Linked DNA regions of Mus musculus: region 2 is linked to region 1. A link is a contact called in public HiChIP or PLAC-seq data. All regions are on one chromosome and are shown on one strand. Each heading gives the region's core, a stretch centred on a gene start, on an enhancer-like site or on the middle of the called end of the contact. The rest is flanking DNA. Distances are from core to core; before and after follow the strand shown. Region 1 holds the start of 2510009E07Rik (RIKEN cDNA 2510009E07 gene). Region 2 overlaps Vps8 (VPS8 CORVET complex subunit).

Region 1 (3,045 bases), core at 332-2,831:
GAAGACATTGTGAGAATCAAGGTTCATTAATGAGGAACAATCTGTCTGACTAGACGCAAGCTTCCCAGAAGTCAACTCTACCTGGAGAGGGAAGTAAGAAAGGCAATGACTGGGGCCATCTTAACTCCTCCGCATCCGCATCCCACAGTAAGAACAGGACTTCTGCAGGAGGTAGACTGCCATTAAATTCATCCAACAGGTACACTTTAGCTCTCATATTTCCTACTCTGAAGCCACACTTTCAGCGAGAAGCAAGAACATCCTGTTTGTCCTCATCAGCAGAGGAACAACAAAATCAATATTCGCTCTCCAGGTACCTTGAATTTATAAGGAAAAGCAAGGATTTTCTATCCTTTAATTTATAAACTCAACTAAGACATTCAAATATTCTCAATTAAAAGCAAATAAAGATTTGTTACATATTGTAGCTCTCCTTGTAAACCATATCCTCCTAAATAACAGGGGGGAAAAGTTTGATTGAAGATCACTTGGAAAATGTGTCTTAAGCACGGCAAAGCCCTCCAAATCTAAGATTATATGGAAACCGACTTCAGAATGTTTCTAAAAAGAAATGATTCAGCAGTCGGATTAAGCTAAATGCCATGAAGTAATCAAATTGTGGAATGCTGATTAAATGGCTACTTAAGTTTAATCTATTTAAAACTCTCAGGATAAATACAACTGGCCTAGGACTAGACTAGTCCTGGCTTGGCTCAAACGCTGTAACTGGGTGTCGAAGGAGTTTGCTCTTCAAACTGTTCCTTTTAACTTCTTAGAAGCCATTCTTCATACTTTGGTTCTTTCTCGATCTGGATACATTAAATAAATGGGAATCGCTAGGACCTAGGGTTCTTTCTGTTCAACAGCAGCCAGAAAGAACAGGCAAGAAAGTGAAAGGGGTATGTCCGTGCCCACCCCCCACCGCTGAAAGGGCTACCCTGCTGGCGCGCGTCCGCTCTGGCGGCTCTGAGCAAGTATCTAAAAGAACGGCAAAGAAAGCCAGCCCCAGGCTCCTGTGGGTAGGAAGGTTCCCTTTTGTGACTACAGCTAGGTTCCCCCGGGATTTCCTCCCGTCGTCCGGGTAGCACCCGGCCGCAGGCGGGCGACAGCAGGCCGACGCGGCTCCACTTACAGTGACACCATCCCAGGTGACAGCACCAGTGCAGCTTGAAGCACTTGCCGTGGCTGTGCGTGGCACAGATGGACAGCCCGTCGCACGGCTGGAAGTCGGGTCTGCGGGCGGCGCAGCTCCGCGCCAGGGCCTGCGCCTCGTCCACTTTCTCGCTCTTCCAGCCGCGCTCGGGCGCCGTGGCCGCACTCATCTCTCCGGTTGAAGAGCCGGGCCGGGAGCCTAGGACAGGGCAGAGGCGCGGGCCGGGCAGGGCGAGGGTGGGTTGCGGGCTGGAGGCGCGGCGAACACCCGCTGCCGAGGAGCCGCCCGGGGAGGGAGCAGCGACCCGGCCAGGCCTGCTGCCTCCCCGCGCCCTGCTCCCTTCTGCGCCCTGCTCCCTCCTCCCTTCTTTCTCCTCTCCTCTCCTCCCTCCTCTTTGCTCCCTCCTCCCGTCTCTCTCTGTCGTCCTCCCTGCTCCCTCCTCCCCACTCGGGCCGCCACGCCTGCACGCGCACGCGCACACTTAGACCGCCGCGCCCCTCTGCGAGCCCATCCCCTCGCGGTGGCGTTGCGCGCGTCGCCTCTGCCCCCGGCCAGCGGGTCCCACATGCCCATAGGACAGTCAGCACACATCCCCTACGCCCTCGGGTTGGGAGGGCGTACCTCCGGCTACAGTCCGGCCTTCTCCCGCAGCCTTTAGGCACAGGGTCTAGCCTGGTCCTTAGCACTCCCTCCCCGTCGCGCCGTGGCGTCCTGCTGGGCACACACTCGCCCGGGCTGTCCTGGAGCCGCCGGATGGCAGCGGGCGATGACCTCGCGGGTTCTTCCCTGTGCCAGCCTCCCGGAACTAGTCCTGGGTGCGGGGCTTTGGGCAGTCAGGGTGGGAGAATCTGTTAGGTTTCTGTCTTGATACGTGTAGGGTGTGGGGATGCACTGAGTGGCTTGCAGTGTCTGTGTGGCCATAGACATTACACGCCAGTCGTATAGTCGTGTGTGAGTGTGTGTGTGTGTGTGTGTGTGTGTGTGTGTGTGTGTGTGTGTGTTGTGAGTGTGGACGCCCTAGCGTGATTAACTGCATCAGTTGAACTGCGTGTGTGGCGGTATGGTGGGCTGGAATGGCGTAGTAAATTTATGCATGGATTACATGTGTGGAGTTGACACGGTCGGACATGGGTACACAGACTGACATGTGGCCCAGCCTAGCCAATGGGTGTGGCTGCCTAGGCTGCAGGTCCCTCTCCCACCTCCCCCAGTCTGCTTGTTAGACCGCCCTGCTGGCCACAACTTGTTTCAAATGGGTCTTCCATCCCAGACTGAACCAGAGAAGAGAAAAATGAATCTTTCGTTTACGGGAGCAGTGCTTCCCCTACCACGCGGGCCAGTGCCCAGTCTAAAACACCGAAAGGAGGAACGCCTTCCCTCTGCTTCCTTGCCAAATGCTACACCGGGCCCAGGAAAATGCCTGTAATCGCAGAGGGTCCGCAACAGAGCCTCTCAGCACAAATGCTGGGCTGGACCGTGCTTTCCCCAGATCTCCTTTCCCTTCCCTTTATCCCCTTCCTGTTTGGCAATGAGCTCTATCCTGGTTTTAAACGAAATTCATCCTCAAGTCCTCAAAACTCTTTGCTGCCATAAGCACCCTTTCATAATTTTCCCTTTTATTTAACCTTGGCTTAGGAAGGGAAATCTAATTTGCATATGTCTGACTCTGTGAAATCTTCATGTGTCAGGGATTGAGGTAAACTCAGATGGCAACGGCTGATTTCAACAACTGTCCCATCTAAGTGACAAATTCTGGCTCCCCGTTAACCTAACATTGAACTGAGGTAAACACAAGGTGCCATGCTTCACCTATCTCCCAGGTGCCCACCCACTTAAGTCCCAAAGCAGCTCACGGCTGGCTCAGCGTCCCTGCAGCCCTGCTGTATGTCCAC
Region 2 (3,045 bases), core at 175-2,674, 130 kb before region 1:
GTAACTCAGGAATCAGTGTGCATTAGAAGGCATTATAAATGTGTGTATAGAAAGCCTGGAAGGGGCTTTGGGGCCTAGCATGGGAGTGTGTGGAAGGGGCTAGCTAGTAACCTCGGGGAGAGCACAGAGATGAGCCGAGTCTTGGCTGTGTTACTCAGGCAGAGTCTCTGTTTTTAAGGCTTAGGGATCTTTAGTGGTTTCTTGATAGAGAACAGAAAGGCAGGGTTGGCAGCCAGAAATTCAGTGAAGAGCCAGTGCTCCATCAGGGGACAGCTTGGAGGCACAGAAGGTTTACAGATAGAAAGAATGAACCAGGGGTACAGAGAGCAAAGCATCACAGATGAGAACAACTCATGAGTCAGGCATGATGGAGGTGATAAGTCTTTAATTCCCTGTGGAGATTAGGGGAGAAGCAGTTTTGAAATGAGTGGAATAAGTTGGATTTGGCTTGGGTACTAGTTACCTTTATTAAGCTGTGACGAGATATTTGAACAAAGTGACTGAGGAAGGAACATTTCTTTTAGCTCCTAATTTTTGAGTGCAATCCTTCAGAGTGGGGAGGGTGTGGGGCAAGAGCAGCTGCAGCTGTGGTGGCAAGAGCCTGAGGCAGCAGGTCAAGTGACTTTCAGTCAGGAAGAGAGGTCACTGACTGAAGCTGCTGCTGCCATCACTGCTGTCACTGCTCTCCCCCTTCCCCTCCCCTACCCCTCCCCTTCCCCCTCCCCCTCCTCCTCCTGCTCCTGTTGTCTGGACTCCAGCCCTTGGGGTATTGACACCCATGTTCAGGGAGTGTCTCCCAACTCTTTGGTTAAAACCTTTTGGAACACACACACACACACACACACACACACACACACACACACACACATAGGATGGAGTGCGGTTCACAGAGGCTCTGAGGAGATAGTGGCATATCTTTAATGGCACTTATCCTCTTACCAAATTTAGATACCAAGGAGGACATCCTGCTGAAAGGTGTTGAAGATACCATGGTAGAGACAATTGCTCTTTGCCAGAGAAATTCACAGAATTTGAATCAGCAGCAACGAGAGGTGGGTAGCTGATATATGCATAGCCCTTTAAACACTTGTTCTGTGTGGAAACTAGGAGTCAATTCTATTTCCACAGCCCTCCTAGACACCTGGATTTAATTCATCTGGGCTTTAGTCACTCTTTGGTGTTCCCAGGAGTGTAAGGCTCTTGGCGCTCCTGTCAGGAGTATCTGCTTTCTTTCTTTCCACAGAGGCCTCATGTCCATAGATTGGGCTGCCGAGTGTTAGGCGTGGGAACGCTGGGCCCCTGTGGCATCTGTGGTGTCCGTGCAGTCGGTGGAGTTTCTGTTTGTGCTGGGTGGTGGAACCATGTCCTTGTAGTCAGCTGTCATCTCCTCTGCCCACAGTGGCTGAGAGTGAGAGCTAAGCCCTTCAGGAACCCAGAGTGCAGCAGAGGGTAAAGAGCAGCTATAATATGGTGACCCTCAGCCTTGGCTACATGGAGTGGGCCTTGGCTACATGGAGTGGCCTGGGGGCTTTGGAATATTCATTCCTGGTGCTGTACCCCATATAAATTAACTGACCCAGCCATCAGTGTGTCCTAATGCTGTGTACTGATTATAGTGGTAGCCATGGTTAGAGGGCTCTGCTGTTAACAGTGGACTGAGCAAAGTTAAAGCATGAGCCCAAGGGAGGTCCGGCTGAGCATCGGGTGCAGGTGCTAGTTATGGCAGTGAAACAGCAGCTCCAGGTGGCTTAGGGTGGACAGCTGCTGAGTTCCTTGTTCTAGAAGCAATGTGGTGGTACTTAGTCACACAGCCCCACTCTCTGTCCTTGCCTTCTGGTGCTCCTGACTCCGGCTTCATGCTGGTAGCAGGGCCTAATTCCCACATCCTGGTTCTTGAATTGGGAACTACGTTTAGCTTTTCATATATATTGACTATTTATTTATATTAAAATAAAAAGTACATCTTGGATATGTTTGCTGTTTTCATAATTTATAATGTATTATGTTTTTGTCAGGGATTATAAAAAGTATGCATAAGGAACATATTTCACATAAACGTTAAAGACTTTCTGATAAGATAATACAAATACCTTTAGAAATCATGCAGTAATGCAGACCGGGAACTGATGCAGCAGTTAAAAGCCTTGCCATGAGCAAGAGGGCTGGAGTTCAGACCCCCAGAGGCCGTGTAAACCCCAGGGGGGGTGACTTCTGGAGGACTAGCCTTGTATACACTGTGGGTTTGACTGAGCATCTCCATTTGTACACACATGTGTGCACACATACCCATACACATGAATGCACACACAGCCACACACATGCATGCACACATACACATAAACATGCAAACACACACACCCCACAAGAAGAAGAAAAAAAGAAAGTCATAAAATATAGAAAGTTCGCAGAAAGATTTAAAAAGAAAAATTACAATAGAGTCTTGTGATAACCCAGAGATAGCCATCATCACCATTTGAGGAATATCACCCTGGATGTTTTTGTCTGCCCAGGCTGATAAGTTTTGGAAAAAATAAACCAAAGGATACTTTCTCTTAAACATAGTATGTTCTATCTTCTCTAGGAGCCAAGGAATCTCTAACCTGCATATAAATATCTCTTTACCTTGTCAGCTCCCAATAAACCAGCATCAGAAGGTCTGGGTAACTGCACTCGGTTAGGATTATGCGCTGTGCCTTTTACTGCAGTTTAGTTTTAGATCCTGGGATGCAGTGCCATTGAAGAACTCACACAAACTCATTCCATCGTATTTCTATTCCCCAGTCTTTGCTTTTATTCATCCTTTGGTTAGTTGATTATATTGCGGCACAGTTTTGAAAACAAAGCAGTTTTAATTTTGAACCTGTAGGTTGGGGACCAACCATGGCAGAATGCTGGGCCTGACACCTGAACTTAAAGCAGTCACTCTTCTGACCTGATGGTGGTTCTCTGTTTTACTGCTTTAGGATTCAAGACTGTAGAGCCTCACAGTATCTCCTCCACCCAGATCTCCCCATTTTGTTCATTCATCTTTTAGTTCCATGATTT

The links. HiChIP or PLAC-seq counts read pairs in DNA pulled down with a chosen protein or histone mark.
Region 2: an H3K4me3 HiChIP or PLAC-seq map of the SCID.adh cell line shows a contact between it and region 1, with 8 read pairs. The contact joins the enhancer-like site here to the promoter of 2510009E07Rik in region 1. A contact is called at or near these places in 3 of 39 promoter capture datasets (the C10 cell line, the HPC-7 cell line and HPC-7-derived erythroid cells), 2 of 484 Hi-C or Micro-C datasets (cerebral cortex and nephron progenitors), 5 of 115 datasets of contacts at active chromatin or transcription factors (the SCID.adh cell line, VIP interneurons, embryonic stem cells and 2 more) and 4 of 9 other capture datasets (adipose tissue, liver, macrophages and 1 more).

The regions. Positions count from the first base shown.
Region 1 is chr16:21,693,084-21,696,128 of GRCm38.p6, forward strand. 2510009E07Rik (RIKEN cDNA 2510009E07 gene) reads right to left here and starts at 1,582. Exons shown (of 2, transcript NM_001001881.2): 1 at 1,133-1,582. The coding sequence starts at 1,322.
Region 2 is chr16:21,562,182-21,565,226 of GRCm38.p6, forward strand. It overlaps Vps8 (VPS8 CORVET complex subunit), which reads left to right. Exons shown (of 47, transcript NM_001285893.1): 39 at 949-1,052. Among named protein-coding and RNA genes, the nearest start is that of 2510009E07Rik, 130 kb to the right of the region's middle. Within about 2 kb of position 1,425, at least 11 of the 459 cell types and tissues checked have an H3K27ac peak or open chromatin away from gene starts, as enhancers often do. A contact at or near this core is called in the SCID.adh cell line, where this site is marked.